Linked DNA regions of Mus musculus: region 1 is linked to region 2. Evidence: chromatin contacts called from public HiChIP or PLAC-seq data. All regions are on one chromosome and are shown on one strand. Each heading gives the region's core, a stretch centred on a gene start, on an enhancer-like site or on the middle of the called end of the contact. The rest is flanking DNA. Distances are from core to core; before and after follow the strand shown.

Region 1 (4,522 bases), core at 409-2,908, 250 kb after region 2:
ACAAGTGGGATTTTATTTTGAGTTGTTTATCTTCCTGTCCAAGGAACTCTGTGCAGGATGGAATGTTTCAATCTTGGAGGAAACTGTTATTCAACACTGTGGCCCTGGCACACTGTTTTCTATATCCTTAAAAAAAACTAATTTGCCGGGCATGGTGGCACACACCTTTAATCCCAGCACTCAGGAGGCAGAGGCAGGCGAATTTCTGAGTTCGAGGCCAGCCTGGTCTACAGAGTGAGTTCCAGGACAGCCAGGGCTACACAGAGAAACCCTGTCTGGAAAAACCAAAAAAAAAAAAAATTATTTTATGTATATGAGTGTTTTTTCTGCAGTTATGTCTGTGCACCACTTACATCCCTGGTACACGAGGAAGCCAGAAGAGAACCTCGGATCGTCTGGAACTGGAGTTCCAGACAGTTGTGAGCCACGATGTGGGTGCTGAGAATCAAAGCCAGGTCCTCTGGAAGAGCAGCAAGTGTTCCTAACCAATAGGTCATCTCACAACCCCTCTCCACCCTTTAGGTGTAAGGACCAGTTCCAGGCACGAGGGGCAGTGTGTTCCATCCTCTTTCACGTTGAACTGAAAAGGACCTGAGCCCAAAGGCCAGCAGAGGGCAGTGAAAGAGAAGTTTGGTCAACTGATGTAGCTGAGGTTAGGTCACCCAGAGTCAAAACAGATCATCATTAATCTATCCCACAAGCACAAAATTCTGGGTGCTGTAGCATGCAGCACACCTGACTAGGAAAGATAGTGTGTGTGTGTGTGTGTGTGTGTGTGTGTGTGCGCGCGCGCGCGGGATGCTGGAGGTTTGGCTGTGACAGTCACTCTCCGAGCCTGTTTCTTCAAAATAAAAATAAAAGTACATGGTAGAACTTAAAGGGTTTCTTCACTCTCTAGCAACGTGGTCAGGTCAGGGCCGAAGGGAGTTAGGGTGATGGAGTCGGCTCACAACATGAGAACCAGAAAGGGGTTGAACGAGGGAAAGGAGAGCACAGAGTTTGGGATTTCAGAGACCCTCTATTAAGGAACCGAGTCCAAACTTGATTCTGGTCATAAATTCCAAGCTCATGGCCGGCCCCACCCTGAAGTTCCACAGACCGAAGACCATAGCCACTACTTCAAATTGGGGGAAGAAAGGGGACGAGCCTCTTTGTGTACTCATTTCTGAACTGCCCTGGCAGCTGGATCCAGTCCCCCGCAACCCAGGCCCACTGGGTTAGGCAACCTCAAAGGCATCAGCTACCCACTGCCTCCCGGGCTTGCTTGGTCAGCCGCGCCCCCGCCCCGCCCCGCCCCGCCCCCGCCCTGCCCCACCCCGCCAGCATCCCTCGCCTCCGCCTCTGGGCCGGAAGCCCCCTCCCCCTCCGTATCCCCCACCTCCCTAGCCTCTACCCCCTCCCAGTCCTTCTCCCTGCTTTGGTCCGGGAAACCTCTCTCCGCCCTCTTCCTGCTACTTCAGCTCCGCCTAGGTTCTTCCGTCCATTCCCGGAGCTGAAGACAGGCCCCGCCCAGGATCCGCCCTGGCCCCGCCCCTGAACCCCCCACCCGGCCATGCTCCTCACCCAGCTGCGGGCGGGGGCTTGGAGGCCGCTGTATCCCTCCCTGGCCCCGCCCCCAGCCCCCGGAAGCCCCTCCCCGGCTCCAGCCCCGCCCCCCGAAGTTTCTTGGGCCCCGGGCGCCCGGCGGGACAGAAGACAGCAAGCCGCCGCCCGGCTGCGCGTAGATGGAGCAAGCGGAGCCCGCGCAACGCGGGCAGCAGTAAGCGGCGAAGCCGCCGGACCTTGCAAACTCGCCATGGAGGAGGAGGTGAGGGCGAGGGCTGGGCCAGACGGAACAAGAGTGCTGGGCTCGGGTGCTGCCCGTCCTACTTCCACGGGTCTTTCTGCACAGTCCTTCCCTTCAAGCAGAACCTGGACCAATGGGGTAGGGGCGGGATGGAGGTCTCGTCTGCATCCCGCCGACAGCATCCTCAGTTATGTTTTGGGCGTTTCTTACCAACTGGAAACAGTGCCTGTCATGGTTCCCATTGGATTGATGGGGAGACTGAGGCTCTGGAGAGTTGGGTGACTTGCTGAAAGTAGACAGGGTTGCTGTGCTTGAATCCCGTTACACCCTTTCTTGGCTTTCTTTGCCTGCCTCAGCCAGGTCTGCTTCTGAGGTGTGTGTTAGGGGAGGGAAGTTCTTCAGGGTCCTGGGTCACTGTTTTCAAGAAATCTGAGATTGTAACGGAGCCTGATGGCAGGAACGAAGAAATTGCTTTTGTCTTCCTTGTGTAAATATCTCAGAGTTCCCAGTGCTCTTGAGCTGTGTCTATCAGAGGATGTTAGTTGAAGGGTCAGGTCAACTGAGTCTCCCGGTAGCAAGGACTGGATCAGCAACGTCCCTTGGGCCTCCTCTGCCCTCTGCATACAAACTAGATTTTGGCCACATTCTCGTTATCCAAGTATTCAGTATACAGCAGTCACTTATTGCACGAGTAAGAAGACATTCTTATCCCTTGAAGGGCGGGGAAGAAGATGAAGCCTTCCCTCCTGTAGCCACCCAGGCCAGCTGGGGAGCCTTCAGTGAGCTCAGCCATCCGTATTCCTGTCAGTGAGCACTTGCGTATTTCCTGGAGTCACTGCAAGGCTGGCTGTTCCCTCTAGGCTAGACCCCGAGTTTCTGTGAGGTGGTAGATAAGTCACTTCCCCTCTCAGCCCGGGTTTCCTCTTCTATGAAACACAGGGCCTACCCTCCTCCGCTAGACCTAACTGTGGTCCCTGCACTCAGAGTGGGTACAGGTAGGGGTCAAAGTCAGGCCACTATGTTTTGCTGTGGTTTCTTTCCTTGCTGTCATGGCGGCTGCCTGCCCTCGGTTCCACTCCTGCAATGGCTGTGCTCTCTGTCCAAAGCCCCTCCCCGTGCTCCCAGAGGATGTGGGTCAGAATTACTCCATCTCCTGATCTGCTTTGGTCCCCAGTTAAAGGAAGTTCTCCTGGGGCTTCCTGGGCTCAGCAAAGTCAGCCCTGTTCTCCCTCTGGTCCCTAATCTCTAACATGGCTACTTTGTGACTCCCAGATATCAAAAACTCCTGAAGTATCTGGGTCATTAAAGTCTTGTCCATGTTCCTTCCTCCCTTGAACTCCCAGGTCTCACCCACACAGTCAGGGTATCTCTGTGCCTGTCCTTTCTTTGGTACCCCTGACTCTTGTCGATTCCTGCTGATAGAGTTCACGTGTTCGCCTGTGTCTCTGTATCCATCCATCTCTAAAACACCTCTTAATCATGGTTACTTATCTGCCCTTGACCTCAGGCTACCTCATCTCCCTTCACATAATTGTCTTCAGCCTTCCTGCTTTGCACTTCCTGGATGCCAGCCACCCCTGAGGCCAGCCTCCCTTAGCCTCTGTATAGGATATAGGATGGTTGGTCCCTGTCAGGCTGAGGCTTGGAGGAGAGCTAGTTTGGGTTCGAGCATCTGCCTACCTGCGTTTTCTGGTCCTCATTTTCCCAGTTATAAAATGAGAAGGGGAATCTAGAAATTTGATAATGTGTGTACAAAAGCTTTGAAAACCAAACATATCACTGGTGGTGGTTGCTGACTGTGGGGTAAGGTTGGAAACCTTAGCTCTGCTCCACTACCCTCTCAAAGCCATGCCTTTCCCTGACTCTAGACTGCCCACTGTTGTCCTCATCCTTACTGAGACAGTCATGGCAGTGTCCTGTGGCAGTGCTGGTTTTGTGACACTGGGCTGGGCTCTAGTTCTTACTGTTGTGCTTTTTCTTTCTGTGGTAAAGGGGTTAAGAATGTGAAGTTTTATATGTGTGTGTGTGTGTGTGTGTGTGTGTGTGTGTGTGTGTGTGTGTGTGTTTTACCTGTATACATTTCTGTGAACCACTTGCCTATGGAGACCAGAAGAGGGCATCAGATAGCCTGGAACTGGAGTTAACCATGTTTGTGAGCCAGAGCTTGAACCCAGGTCCTCTGGAAGAAGTAGCTAGCGCTCCTAACTCTGCGCCAGCTCTCCAGCACCATGGCGATAGGAAGACTTTGGTACCTTTTTGCCTTTAATTCTCCACAAACACCTACCTTCCCAAAGCACTTCTTCACCAACTCCAGGCCCTTGTCCCAGCAGAAAGCTGGGATGGGGGAAATCCCTCAGGGTAAGAGCCATGAATTTCCCAGCACACAAGAGCCCCCTCAAGCGGGAGATAGCCACCTAGCCCCCCTGAAGCTTCTCACAGGCAGGCTGTGTTCTGTCTTCATTAGCCTGGAAGATCCTTTGAGCCAGGGCCTGAATTATTTCCCCTCTGTGTATTTTTTAAATTTGAGACAAAGTCTCACTATATAGTCCTGGCTGGTGGCCTCATACTCCCTATGTACACCAGATTGGCCTTGAACTCGGAGAGTTGGCTTCTGTTGGTTTCTGTCTGTTGTAACTTTGTCGTAGCTTTTCATCTAATCATTTCCTGCACAAGGTCAGTCTCCTTCCCCCCTTGCTTTGTAAAAGAAAATAGCCCTGAGACACTCCTGTGTCAGGC
Region 2 (4,498 bases), core at 712-3,211:
CTTGGCTACAGCCAGGGAAACTGTTTGTAGACACTTTTTTGAGACAGTCTGTGTAACCCAGTTCAAGCCCAGGCCTAGCCTTAAGTTTTAGATCTCTAGCGTCAAGCTCCCAAGTGCTGGAGTCTGTACCACCACACCAGATTCTTATAACTTTTGTGTTGTAAAATATCTTCTTTTATTTAAATATTGTTAAAATGTAAAAATTAGTTTTTAACTTACAGGATTTACCAAAACGTGGTAGTGAATCTGATTTGTTCTTTGGGCTACTAGTTTGCCAATTCTTGCTCTCGAGATACAAGAAGTCAAAACTTGAGATTCTCTTACTGTCTTATACATTAGATCCTTGTCTTTAGTCAGAGTCAGCTAACTGTGATTAAAAGCTAAGTAGAACTGTTTCCTTGTCCCCTAACTGTTTTAGTCTAGTGCTACAATGTTTAACCCTTCATTAAATCACAGAGATATGGAACACTAAACCCTGTTTTTCCTTTCTGTTTAAGCCCTCATTTTGTAATATAGAGTATAGATTGGTAAGTTGGCCGCCACTCTGAGTCATCAGTTCTGTCCCTTTACTATCCAATAAAACTATCTATGGACCAAGAGGGAATTACTTTTTCCTAGACTAGATGGGCTTGGGCTTAGCGTTCATCTTTAAGCTGTCAGCTCTCCCACCCTCCTTTTCTTTCTGTGAAGATAGCAAAGTTATGACTCACTCGATCTCTAAGTCACATGCTACTGTGAATGGCACCAGTGAAGAGTGCCCTTAGGATAAGAGAATAAAGGTAACTGCATAGCTGAATAAAATGGTCTCAGACACAGGAAGGGCATGATGGGGGTTCTTGAGAATTGGATAAACATTGGTTTGCTATGGTAGGAGGTGGAAGTCTTAGGTCATGAAGCAGTTTCGTAAGCAACTGGTGGGAGGGCTCAATTTCACAAGAACAGAATGTCTGCTGTGTAGATGGTGTGCTGGGCAACCTTAAGATAGGTAACAGATTTAAAAGTCACAATCTATAGTGACAGAATGGTGAGATGGAGTGCAGAAACGGGCTCAAGGTTAAAAAGCAGTAAGATTTAGTGATACTGGATGTTGAGGTGGAAAGGGACACAGGTACTCTAGAGGAAAACAAACGATAATCAAAGAAAAACTGAAGACATTGAATAAAAAAGGAGTTTGAGGGCCAGTGAGATGGCTCAGTGGGTAAAGATGCGCGCTGCTAAGCCTAAGGATCTAAGTTTGATCCCTAAAACCAAATGGTGGAGGGAACGACTCCTGCAAATTGTCGGCTGACCTGCAAACGTGCGCCACGACACGTGTCCTGTCCCCCCCAACCCCCACCCTAAATTCTTTACTTAAAATAGTTTGCCGAACTAAGCGGCAAAATGGATGAGACAGTTAAGAGCTGTGCACTTGTCTTCTGTTCTTTGTAGAAAGGTTCATGTTCAGATCCCATGATCTTTCCTCTTTCCACGATAGAAAACATCTGTATTTAAGAGCTAACGCTTCTCCAGAGACTTTTCGGTGAGAAGTCTTATCCAGCCAGGAATCTGCACGAGGAGAGAGCATTGGGTTCAAACTGTCCAGCCCGGTCTTCTGAGCTTATCTTAGTTTCGACCCGCCCGCCAGGTTTTCCAGCATTCTTTTCTCAGGGCTCGCAGCTACCGCGCATTTAGAGACCCAGGACTTAGCTCCTGCATCCAGGTTCCGGGTTTCCTCGTGCACTCGCCCGCTCCAGACTCCATAGCGCACGGAATCCGGATCCGAGAGCACGAGAATCCAGTGTCCAGGTCTTCCAGGCTGCCCTGGTTGTCCCGGATCGCGGCGGCGGCGGCGGCGGTGGCGGCGGCGGCGGCGGCGGCGGCGGCAGCTGAGGGACCCGCAGCCCCGGACACAGCGGCCCCGGCCAGGCGGGGCGGAGCGGCGCGGGGAGGGGCGGAGAGCCGGGGCGGGGAGGGGGAGGGGCCGCGGCCCAGATGGCGGCCCGGGACGCGTAGCAGTGGTGGCTCTGCGGCCCGGGGCCCCGGGCGGGCGGAGGTGGCGGCTCCCGGGACCGGCCGCGCGGTGAGTCTAAGCTTTGTGTGGAGCCGGGGCTGGGAGGGGGAGGCGACTCTGGGGGAGGCCCGGCGCCGAGGGGCGCGGAGGGCGCCGGAGCAGCGGCGCCCGGCGGAGGAAGTGGGGGTTGGGGGGGCCGGGGCGGAGCGAGGGGAAGGTGTGTGCGGGGAAAGCGGGGTCGTTGCGTGGGTGGGGGAGGGGGCCTGAGGTGAAGTTCAAAGCATGGCCCGGGCGGTTCGGGCTGAGGGTGGCGGTGCCCGGGATAGTCTCTGATTTGGCCAGGTGGTAGGGGCAGGCCAGAGAGTTTTCGGAGGCTCTGCCGAGGGAGCCCCGGGGCGACTGGGGCTCGTTAGGGACTCAGGGGAGCGTCGGGAGCGGAGGGTTGAAAGCAGGACGTGTGCGCGACCCGGGAAAGGAGAGCAAGGTGGCTGGGAGCGTGCAGGCAGTAGGTTGTGGGTGTGTGCGCCTTTCCAGTCTTAGGTCACATTTTACTCCTGTCCTTTTCTTCAAGATGGAGGGATCCCTAGGCCTGGACTTTAAACTGCTGTCCCTGTATCCCCGGGAGGGTTTGAGACCCTGTCCTGTTTGGAAACCCCATGCTGCCCTCTTTTCCCTTTATGTGTAATTACGGTTGGATCATCTCTCTGCTTGGTTCAGATTCTCCTTCCTCCCTCTGGGGCTGAGGAGGAGGAGACACATCTGACCAATTAATGTGTGTTTGTGAAACAGGCAGCGGCAAACAGTCATTTCGGCTTCTAGGAATTAGGCTCACACAGGGTGGAGAGAGCAGAGCCCTTCAGGGGGAATATTTCTGAACAAATCACAGATGATTAAATTCTCTCAGAAACCGCTTCCTACCTAAATGAGAGTGGGAAAGATGGGGGAGAAAGCCTGTCTGTTTCCAGCCATGTGTCCAGAGCCCCAGGGGTTGAGGAGAGTCCCTAAGCCCCCACAGGCCTCTCTTTTCTGTATTAGGCTTTGCTCTGCAGCCTTGAGTTAATTTCACCCCTGCTGCTTTGTCTTGGGGGAGGGAGTGCTGGTTTAGGCTGTTGTGAGAGATGACTGTTCTGCTGCCACACAATAGTCGTGTCATTTTATCGGGAGTGCTACCCCAGGGCTGAGAACTGTTGCAGCAGAGATAAACCGGTCCCTCTCACTCGCCTATTGTGTACACAGTGAAGGTCATAGGTTCAAGTCTTGTCTGAGAGCTTTGGATATGCTCCATCTCCCAGGCTCCTCAGTGCCATTTTCTTCCTTTTCCAGACTGGGGCTTGCCATTGGAAGAGGCCAGACAGAAAGGCTCTTCTTTTTGAGTGAGGAACAATGCAGGGCTCACTGGCACACATTTTTCAGAAGAATAGAGGATGCCAGCCATGTTGTGCCTGCCTCTGGTTAGCCTGTAACTAAGTTGTGAAGGAATAGCGTCTGGGACACGCCACCCTCATGCTTTGTGGCAGACCTTTGAGGAAGGTGACTGTGAAGAAGGTTCTGTACTTGCATAAAACATTGTATTTAAATGTCTCTGTATAGAAATGGGAGTCTCCTGCAGTTATTTTTGTTTGTTCTCTTAGGAACACCACTAAAGGCCTGTATATGAGTAAGATAGGGGAGTCCAGGACCAAGTGCCCCCTCCCCCAATAGGGACTCATTAGTTGCCCAGGCTGGTCTCTAACTCAAAATCATTCCTGGGCAGTGCTAGCAATTACAGGCATGCACCTATGCCCTGCACCCTGTTCCCTTTTTAAATGGTGACTTCCTGGTGAATAATTACATAATAATAACAACAACAAAAAGCTGCTCAATTTGCCCAAGACAAGTTTTGAAAACAAAACTTGCCTTTTATAATTCAGTATTTAATGAGAGAAGATGATTCAGGTATTATGGAGAGAAATTTGCCACAGAGAGGAACTGCTAAAAATCTTTTGGATCTGGTATTAGAGAAGGATAGGAAGAATCAGGTCCTTGACTGTGTTATGAAAGTCTCCAAGCAGTATTTTGGTACCATTAAGTCTCTCACATCAATTACATATATAATCAATTATAGCTAATGTAATTGTATTACAAGTGTAATTACAAATGTAACAATTACCTATAGATAGGACTAGAAAAGATGTTTTCATGGAAGACTTTAAAGACGTCTTTTTTTTTTTTTTTTTAAAGAACTACTTATTTTATGTATAGCCATTACAGATGGTTGTGAGCCGCCACGTGGTTGCTGGGAATTGAACTCAGGACCTCTGGAAGAGCAGCCAGTGCTCTTAACCAATGAGTCATCTCTCCAGCCCCCTAAGGACATCTTTTAAAAGATTCACTGTAAAGGGGATTGTATTCAGTATGCAGTGTATAAAATAGCTATCTAACCATTTTCTATAGTTTATCATCGAACGGGGCCCTTTGGTTTTTGTTAAAGGTCTTTCAAGACAAGACAAGAAATGCTAACTGTGGTCT

What was found. HiChIP or PLAC-seq counts read pairs in DNA pulled down with a chosen protein or histone mark.
Region 1: a contact with region 2 is called in an HNF4G HiChIP or PLAC-seq map of pancreatic cancer cells. The contact joins the promoter of Plekho2 here to the promoter of Zfp609 in region 2. A contact is called at or near these places in 8 of 39 promoter capture datasets (3T3-L1-derived adipocytes, the C10 cell line, the SN4741 cell line and 5 more), 3 of 484 Hi-C or Micro-C datasets (CD8 T cells, Th1 cells and embryonic stem cells), 17 of 115 datasets of contacts at active chromatin or transcription factors (the 230-238 cell line, the SCID.adh cell line, cardiomyocytes and 12 more) and 4 of 9 other capture datasets (adipose tissue, liver, macrophages and 1 more).

What each region holds. Positions count from the first base shown.
Region 1 is chr9:65,577,223-65,581,744 of GRCm38.p6, reverse strand. It overlaps Plekho2 (pleckstrin homology domain containing, family O member 2), which reads left to right and starts at 1,658. Exons shown (of 6, transcript NM_153119.3): 1 at 1,658-1,807. The coding sequence starts at 1,796.
Region 2 is chr9:65,825,027-65,829,524 of GRCm38.p6, reverse strand. Zfp609 (zinc finger protein 609) reads left to right here and starts at 1,961. Exons shown (of 10, transcript NM_172536.3): 1 at 1,961-2,059. It overlaps Trip4 (thyroid hormone receptor interactor 4), which reads left to right. Exons shown (of 14, transcript NM_001357872.1): 14 at 1-598.